Regions from separate parts of the Arachis hypogaea genome. Here region 2 is linked to region 1. The links are chromatin contacts, called in public Hi-C maps. All regions are on one chromosome and are shown on one strand. The core of a region is the stretch at or near the end of the contact, and the rest is flanking DNA. Distances in the headings are between cores, read along the strand shown. Region 1 holds the start of LOC112741719 (protein GAMETE EXPRESSED 2-like). Region 2 has its middle 33 kb from the start of LOC112741725.

Region 1 (4,509 bases), core at 1,469-3,968:
ACATGAAAAATCAGTTTTACATGTTCATATAAATTTTATAAAATATAATTAGTAATAAACATTTCAGCTTTTCAAGGGTCAACTACTGTACTATATAAAATAAATTAAGTTATAAATTAAAATCACTTAAAAAAAAAAACAAGCACATCATAAGCAGAATGCAATTTGAACTTACTGCTATACACATTGATACTGAAGGGACATGGCAGAATATCCTTGCCATCAAAGGAAGCACAAATCTCATAAGTTCCAACATCTTTAGCCATATAGCTACAATTGTATGAACCATCCATGTTATCCTTAATGTCCAAAGTTTGAAAAAGAGATTTGTTAGCTGAAGTAGTCTCCAACTTCAACCTTGATTGTTGTGCAAGAACAGGGTTTGAAAATGAATCCATAAGCTGCACTAGTATTTCATTTTCTGACATCTTTGCCACCTTAGAAGAAAACTTGACCACATTTGACAAGGAACCATTAACTTCACCTGCAACAAAATCAAGCACTATAAAGTAGAAACCATTTCTCTCTACAGAAGCAATTGATCTCTCCTAGCTAAACATTCTTATATGTTGAAGTTGAAATATTTTCTTTTGGTCAAATGCAAAAATGCAAACTAATTCTTTACCTGCTTTTACTTCTTTTCTGAGTGTATGACCCTTGTTCAATAAGACATTTCCACAATATACATGTATATCATAAAACCCACTTTTCTCAGGTGTGTAATCTACATGGAAAGCACTCATAGCTATAGAGCTTTCACTGCTGTTAATCTGAAATCAGGGTAAAATGACATTAGAAATCCAAGTAATTATTTACCACAAAAAATGTGTGTGACACAAGGAAGCTATAAACAATTCAGTATGAGAAAAAGAAATGAGTACAATAACACTTAGCTTATATGTCATACATTGTTATTAAGGTCCATTGAAGGGGAAGGGGCAACATTCATCTGACTGATAAAACCATATTGTTGCACTCTTGAAACTGACACAGTACCTGATACCAAAACCACGTATGAGAGTTAATCAAAATTAGATTCTAGAAGAAAAAAAATTATGAAATAGAAGGTTGATCATACCATTTTTAGTTAGGATGGGATAAATGAATGGAGAAACACTATACGAGTCATTTTCTTTTAGAATTTGTACTTCAACTATGTCTACTTCGACAGGAGAAGGATATTCATAAACATCATTTAAATAAACAGAGAATTCTTGCTTTATGCCAGCTACTGAATCATTCAAACCAGATCCATTAACAATACTTTTTATTCCATCACAATAACCTATTCAAAGAACAAGAACACAAAATCAGAACTACATTAAAATTGAAAAATAATCATAAAAAAAAATCAAAATATAATACTTTGGAATCCGGATAAAATTTTACCTACAAAAACAGAATAAGCATATGGCATATTGGAAATGCTTTTGTTATGCTTGGCATCATATAATGTTAAGAGGAACTTTCCTGGTTCCCAATTTCCAAATGAAAATAATTGAATTCCAGCTTCCACTTCTTCAAAATGTTGATCTGATATTGGTATTGACAAGTTTGTATCTCTTTGGACGACTTCGGCATCGAAAGGATACAACCCTGAAACTAGATTCCCATACTGATCTAATTGATGAATGAAGATTTCCATCTTAGAAGACAATTGCCATGCATGTGAATCAATGTTCCATTTGGCAACACATTTAGAAACATCTACAGGTCCTGGTAGTACACAATAGGAAAATAAGTAATATTTATTGCAAAATTAAAAATAAATATAACTACTAATATAATTGTTTATTGATATTTAATTACAACTACCTGAATTCACTTTCAATGGTAATGGAGAGCCATTCAAGGTTTGATTCCCTCCTTCTATGTACAATGAGAATTTTCCAGCTTTAATAACAACAAACTCAATGATAACATAATCAAACTCGTTCCATCCAATATTGGATATGTCTGGCATACTAGCAATAGAACCATTATTTTCATATAGCGCAAACAACTTAAAGTCAGGCAAATAAGACACTTGAGTTGTTTTTTTATTAGAGATACTGTTCCCAAATGCATCTTTGAGGAGTACCGTGATGGTAGCTTTTGCACCAGCTTCGTACTCATGTTTCATGCCATTCCATGATGCAACACACACAGAAGGGTACATATTCCCTTCAATCACACAACAACATATTTTAGTGTCAACAACTATGTGCACAAATTTTTAAAATGTCAATCATGTCCTCAACATCTTTTAACATTGAAGAACACACATGACACAACAACAAAGTTTCAAACCCAACCTAAGAATACACAATATTAAAGACCATTGTAACCAAACCTGGCTCAACTTGAAAATGCAAGGATGAGTCATAGACTTGATAATGGTCATCTTTGATAAGTACATTGAACACTCCAACCTTTATGGGAGTGAAATAGATCTTCCAATCATTACTGGATTCACCTTTAAAACTCAACAACATAGTAGACACATAAGAACTGTTCCCTTCTTTTCCATTAACACTTACAATAGGTTTGAAACCTTTCTTGTCAATCATATCAGCACGCTCAAGAACTTTCACCTTCATGGCTGCAGTCTCACCGGCATGGAATGTATTCTTATCATCCCACCAACTGAACACAAAAATGGGTAATTCTGCTCTATCTGTGACAAAAAGAAATTGAATAGAAATAGTAGAAGAATATACCAAAATTTAAATTTTTTACAATGGGAGAACCCGGAAGTAATAACTACCTGAAGATGTAAATTTAAAACAAGAGAATAAGTAGAAGAAGAAGAAAGCAAAAGAGAGTGAAGTAATGGTAATGAGTTTGAGAATTTCCATTTGCACTAATGTGCAGTTTAGATTTTGGACAGTAAATGCACTGTCCGTACATGCTATTGATCTAGAAATGCTTTGGCAGTTACCAGCGCTCAATAACTTTTCTTTTTTTCAATCAAATTTTTAATAAATTAATTATCACATTAAAAACATTAATTTAAAATAATAAAATGTTAATTTATAATTATTCTAAATTATTTATTTTTAATATGATTAAATATCATTTTTGCTACATATGTCTTTAAATAATTATTCAACTATTTATTATTTTTTATTCAATCCCAAAATTTATTAAAATATTAATGATATAAAAAATTATCTTAACCAAAATAGCTAGTAGAAATAACAACATTTTAGTATTAAAGTAAAGAAATAATATATAATTTTAAATAAATAATATTAATAGATAAATAAAATACTTTATAATTTGAATCACTCATTTATATTTAGAAATAATTAACCTTAAAATTTGGTAATTAACTAGTTGATTAATATTATAGAATTTGTTGTTATAATTTATTATTTTAGTTAATATATTTATTTATTTATTTTTAGTTTTGATATAAAATTAAATTTAATAAAATAACAATTATTATATATTAAAAATTTTATTTAACATAAATCTCAAAATTAAATATCATTCATATTTAATTGTGAAACACGTACAATATAACAATAGAATGTCACTTATGTACTCAATGCTTAAAAAGTTGAAGTACTACTTACCTATGCAGTCAGTATTTCAAAAGCACATTGTATTAGTAGTTAACAAACAAATGAGTGTATTTAGGTCATGTTTATTTGTCATTTAATAGTTCTATTAACTTTTTATTTTTAATATTTAAAGACAATGTTGTATTTTTTAGTTAATATATTTATTTAGTTACTTTTACTTTTGTACAGAATTAAATTTTAATAAGATAACAATTGTTATATGTTAAAAATTTTGTTTAACTTAAACCTCAAAATTAAATATCATTAATCTTTCATTATGCAACACATATATGATATAACAATAGGTATACGGTGACAAATCATGGAATTCAATTTACTAAAAACACTGATTACAGATGTAGACTGCACAAATGATCTTGATGATAAAAGATCTATTATGTATTTATTTTAGTTAGTAGTAATCCAATCTTTTAGTTCAATAAAAAATAATAATTTATAAGTAAATCTTCTATGGTACAGATATTTGGCTGATATTGTAACCGAATTTTTTTAATTCAAAAACTACTTGTAGAATTCAAAATTCAACCTCTCAAACTCTAATTAATTGTGATAATTTGGGTGCAGTATTGCTGTCTAAAAATCCAATTTTGCATAATAAAAATAAAGGAGACCACTTACATAAAAATATTCAAAACATCTTTTTTTATGGATTTTTTATTTTAACCAATCAAATTATAGCATATAGAACCGATTAAACCATATATTTTGTCAAAATTAAACCAAATAAATTGATTTAAATCAAAAATTAAATAAACCAAATTTTAAACCGATTTAAATTAATTTTTTATTTTTTATATATATATATATATATATAAAATAATTATCATATTTTTATTATACAAAATAATTAAAATATCTCTATCACTTTTTCATATAATATTAGTTACCAAAAAAACCCAACTCCTAACCCTCTATTCTCTGTGCTGTCGCTCTCCTTTTC
Region 2 (4,509 bases), core at 965-3,464, 64 kb after region 1:
TTATTCCATGGATGAGGGCGCCGCTGCAATATGTGTTTAGGTTAGGGTTTCTGGGTTAGAATCATGGCAAATATTTTAAATTTTTATTTTTTTTATTTAATTAACACATGGTTGAGTCCACGGGTTAGTTCAGGTTCCGCACTCCCAAAATCGTTACCTCAACCAATTACTAGAGAGAGCCATTGGTTTGGGTTGGGTTGGACCCGATTACCTGTTAGTTTCAGAACTAATTTAATTAGTTCGCTTCGGATTCGGACAGGTAATCGGGTACCCGATACGGTGATACCTGTGATCACCCCTAGCGCCAAGGAAATGGGTAAGAGCCATCAGCCTTTCTGCTAACCTTTGCACAGCTTCACATTTGTCTAGGTTGGATTCTACCCTCCTCTGGGTGATCATGAATCCTAGAAACTTCTCTACCTCCATGGCAAAAGCACATTTCAGGGGAGTTTAGCCTCATATTGTGTTCTCGGAGGGAATAAAAAACGACCTGCAAGTCAGCCACCAGAGACCCCGGTTCTGCCATTTTGACAAGCATGTCATCGACATAAACTTTCACCGACTTTCCTATGTGGTCCTTGAAGACCTTGTTCATCAGTCTTTGGTAGGTCGCCCCCGCATTTTTAGTCCGAATGACATGTCCTTGTAGCAATATGTCCCGCCTGGCGTTATGAACGCCGTCTTCTCCTCACCAGGTCAGTGCATCGGGATCTGATTGTATCCTGAGTAGGCATCCATGAAACTCAGGAACTTGCATCTTGCCGCCACATCCACCAATGCGTCTCTATTGGGGAGGAGAAACGAGTCTTTTGGATAGTCCCTGTTGAGGTCCAAGTAGTCTACGCACATCCTCCATTTTCTATTTGCCTTCTTCACGAGAACCACATTCGACAGCCATGTGAAGTAGTCCAACTCTCTGATAAAGCCGACTTCCAATAAGCTAGCCGTCTGCTTAGCCACCTCGTCTGCTCTTTCCGTGGACATCCTTCGCTTCTACTGCGCGATGTTCTTTGCCCCCGGTTTCACGACCAAGTGGTGGGACAGAAACTCTGGGTCTATACCCGACATATCGATAGGGATCCAGGCGAAGAGGTCTCCATTAGCTCGGACGACCTCGACCAACTGTCTTTTCAGCTTGTAAGGTAGGTTACAATTCACAAATATGAATTTGTCCTTTGTTTTCCCTACTTGGAATTTTTCTAAGGCGTCTTGGGGGTTCGGCCTAGGATGCTCGTTGATCCTTGAGTCCAAGTCTGCCAAGAAGACGCCGATTACTTCCTTGGATCTTCTTCGTAAGGACAAACTGGCGTTATCACAAGTGATGGCCATTTCCAGGTCTCCCCAAATCGTCTCTACTGATCCGTCGTCCACCATGAACTTTATTATTAGGAATTTGGTGCAAATGACCGCCAGCAGGTTATTGATTGTTCTTCACCCGAGGATGACATTATAGACTATGGAGTCCTTCAGGACTACGAACTTGGCCATGGCAAACTTCTTACTCGATTTAGATCCTATGCAGATCGGCAAGACAAGGGAGTTGTCTGGCTTAATGTAGTTATCAACTAACTCCACAACCTCATGGCGGTAGTCCTTGAGGCCGCTTTCTTTCAGCTCCAGAGCATCAAACACATTTTGGAACATAATGTTCGAGCCGACCCCTGTGTCGACTAGAATTCGCTTGACCAAATCTGTCCCAATTCTCGCAGTAACCACCATTGGAGGGTCCTCGGGTAGGTCGTCACACTACTAGTCCCCGAGACCAAATGATATTTCGGGAGGTTCCCTTGGGGAAGGTTTCCTCCCAATCATAATGGCAAGTACCTTAGCTTCCTTCTTTGCCGCCAACTTCGATTTTGGTGGGGCACTTATTCCAACCATAACATCCACTACCACCGTAGGACCCGAGTCCGCGTTCTTCAGAATGCTTTGTTTCAGCTTGACATCCCGACCTTGGTCTTCTTCCGATTGATCCCTTTCTTTCCTCCTCGGTTCCCGGATGAACCGAGAGAAGTTGCTTAACTTCCCTTCCCAGATGGCCTGCTCTAATGCGTCTTTTAGGTCGAAGCAGTCTTGCGTCTTATGTCCAAAGCCCTTGTGGTAATCGTAATAGAGGCTCTTGTTTCCCTTGTCATGTCTTTTAACTGCCTCGATTTAGGCAAAATATCTTTATCCACAATTTGCTGGAAAATCTCCGCTATTGGGGAAGTTAGGGATGCGTAGTTCTTAAACTTCCCTATCCATAGGAGCGGTTTAAATGGCCTTCCAATTGTCATCTCCCTTGGGGCGTCCCGTGATTTTTTCGAGTTGGCGATCTAGTGGGAAGACTGGGCGGCTAGATGTCGTTTATCGGCAGCCACCGCCTGGCTAACTTTCTCATTATTTATGTATTCTCTCGCCACACATTGTATCTCCTATATTGTCCAAACGGAATTGGTGGTTAGGTGCTTCTGGAAGTCCTCATTCACCAGGTCGTTCGTCAGGCACAAGCTGGCCACGGAGTTTGTAAGGCCATCTATTTCTAAGTATTCATCATTGAAATGGTCCAGGTACTTCCTCGTAGGCTCACTAACGCGTTATGTCATCCCTAAGAGATTGATCGGGCGTTTTGCCTTGGCGATCCGAGTGGTGAATTGGGATAGAAACTTCTGACAGATATCTGAGAAAGTAGTTATGGAGCCTTGTGAGAGGGAGTTGAACCAACAGATTGTCCGTCTGGGTTGCGGGGAATGCCCATAAGCTGACTGTGTCTCCCACGCCCTTTAGATTCATCCTGGCCTCGAAGGTCGTGATGTGCTCCTGTGGATCTTTGGTACCATCATATCTCATGTCTGTCGGCTTATCGAAGTTCTTAGGTAATCGGACTTTGAGGATGGAAGAATGGAAAGGGGTGGCACCGATCACGACGGGGTCTCGACGTTTCCTTCTTCGCTCCTCCCTTCGTTCCCAGCTTCTCGACTTGTGTCAGGAGTGATGGAACTGGGTGCGACCGTCAGTCTGATCGTGCTCGTCGTTCGTCTCCCTTGGGCACTGCCGTTCTTTCGACCTCCTCTGTGGGAATCGGGTGCATGAATAGCTCGGCTGGGCCTCTGCATGCGAACGAGCGTCTCGGCTAGCCTCAGGATTATAGCGGTCCCTCGCTGCCAGCTCTTTGTTGAGGTTTTAGACCCTATGCCTAAGCTCTTGCATGATTCGGGAGTTGTCACTGCCTGTTTCCCCAGAAGGGCGACTTCCCGGGGATCGGCTGGTCGAAGGGGGTCGGCTGCCACTTTCAAGAGGTACCTGTGCACAGCCTACTCATGAGGCGACCCCCTTTCATTCACTGTTCGCGCCTTCTCCTAGCTCATCCTCCGAGTGGAGGAAAACCTCCATCCTCAGCGCATGTCAAATTCCCACATATGGCGCTATTATTCGGTAATTCACTGAGTCAGTTGATTGCAAGGTATTGGAATGCAGATCAGGACCTGAACGCGAGTTCTAAAGTGAGAAGTTGCGCCAGTGGGTCGTCGGTTGGTTGGCAGGTGGAGCCACCTGCAAGGACGCTCCGATACTTAAGTTAGCGTCTGTACAAAGAGGCGACTAGGTTAGGGTAATGATGATGTACTTGGAGAGAGGGGTAGATACATCTCCTTTATCCCTATTCGTTCGGGTGGACCCCTTATTCTAGGACCCAACCCTTCAGAAACTTCCACTAGCTGTCAAAATCTCTCTAGAGAAGATCGAGTGGACGCTTGATAGACCTCCAACTCTTGTTGTATTAGGCCAGAACAATTATTAACAAAGAAACTGAGCCTAAAAAAATTGTTCTCAGGTATAGGACTTCCCATATCCACTAAACCATCTGGAAAAAGAAAATGTGTCAACTCCTAGCAATAATCTTTACAGAGAATTTTATTTTATTTTATTAGATTTAGTTAATATATTTTTTAAAATATATATATCAGGATTATTAATTGATTTTTTGAAAAAAATATACAAATTAATTTTACAATGTATTTATTATACATTTATTAAAAGAAAAAAATTAATCAAAAGAAACACAAATGAGCAATGCAATATGATCAACTAAATTTATCATTTTTATCAACATTTGGCTAATAAAAAGTATTTTTATACTAAATTATAAATTTTAAATTTTTTATTCTAAATTAAATAATATAAAATAAAATATTAACTCAAGTATTAACTAATATTGATAAAAAATATCAGTCTCCTAACATTTTTCATTCTAACAATATGTTTTTTTTTGTGGTGATTTCATTCTTCTTCTTCTTTCTTTTTTTTTTTTTTTTTGTTTGGTAATCTCATTCTAATAGTATCTGATATCTAATTTATTGGTTGAGTGGTCAGCTTGTTTAGTCATGGGAGATACCATAGGCTACATATTGTTGTTTTTTTAGACAAAAATATGTTACATGTTTCGATCCAGGAGGTTTGCCACGCTTGGGCTCTTTTGGTCTTGGGCTTTAAATGACAGCATTGTTGAAGCCTGATTGGGCTACTGTAACT

Evidence for each region. A called contact is a pair of places that touch in the nucleus more often than the background predicts.
Region 2: a Hi-C map of an unstated tissue shows a contact between it and region 1, with 6 times the contacts expected there. The contact joins the enhancer-like site here to the promoter of LOC112741719 in region 1. A contact is called at or near these places in 4 of 8 Hi-C or Micro-C datasets (leaf and an unstated tissue).

The regions. Positions count from the first base shown.
Region 1 is chr14:17,875,357-17,879,865 of arahy.Tifrunner.gnm2.J5K5, forward strand. It overlaps LOC112741719 (protein GAMETE EXPRESSED 2-like), which reads right to left and starts at 2,719. Exons shown (of 15, transcript XM_029292033.2): 1 at 2,333-2,719; 2 at 1,816-2,163; 3 at 1,390-1,716; 4 at 1,079-1,285; 5 at 908-996; 6 at 626-770; 7 at 176-484. The coding sequence starts at 2,579. LOC112741721 (a long non-coding RNA gene) reads left to right here and starts at 4,440. Exons shown (of 2, transcript XR_003171582.3): 1 at 4,440-4,509.
Region 2 is chr14:17,939,482-17,943,990 of arahy.Tifrunner.gnm2.J5K5, forward strand. No RefSeq gene overlaps it. Among protein-coding and RNA genes, the nearest start is that of LOC112741725, 33 kb to the right of the region's middle. Within about 2 kb of position 2,215, at least 2 of the 3 cell types and tissues checked have open chromatin away from gene starts, as enhancers often do.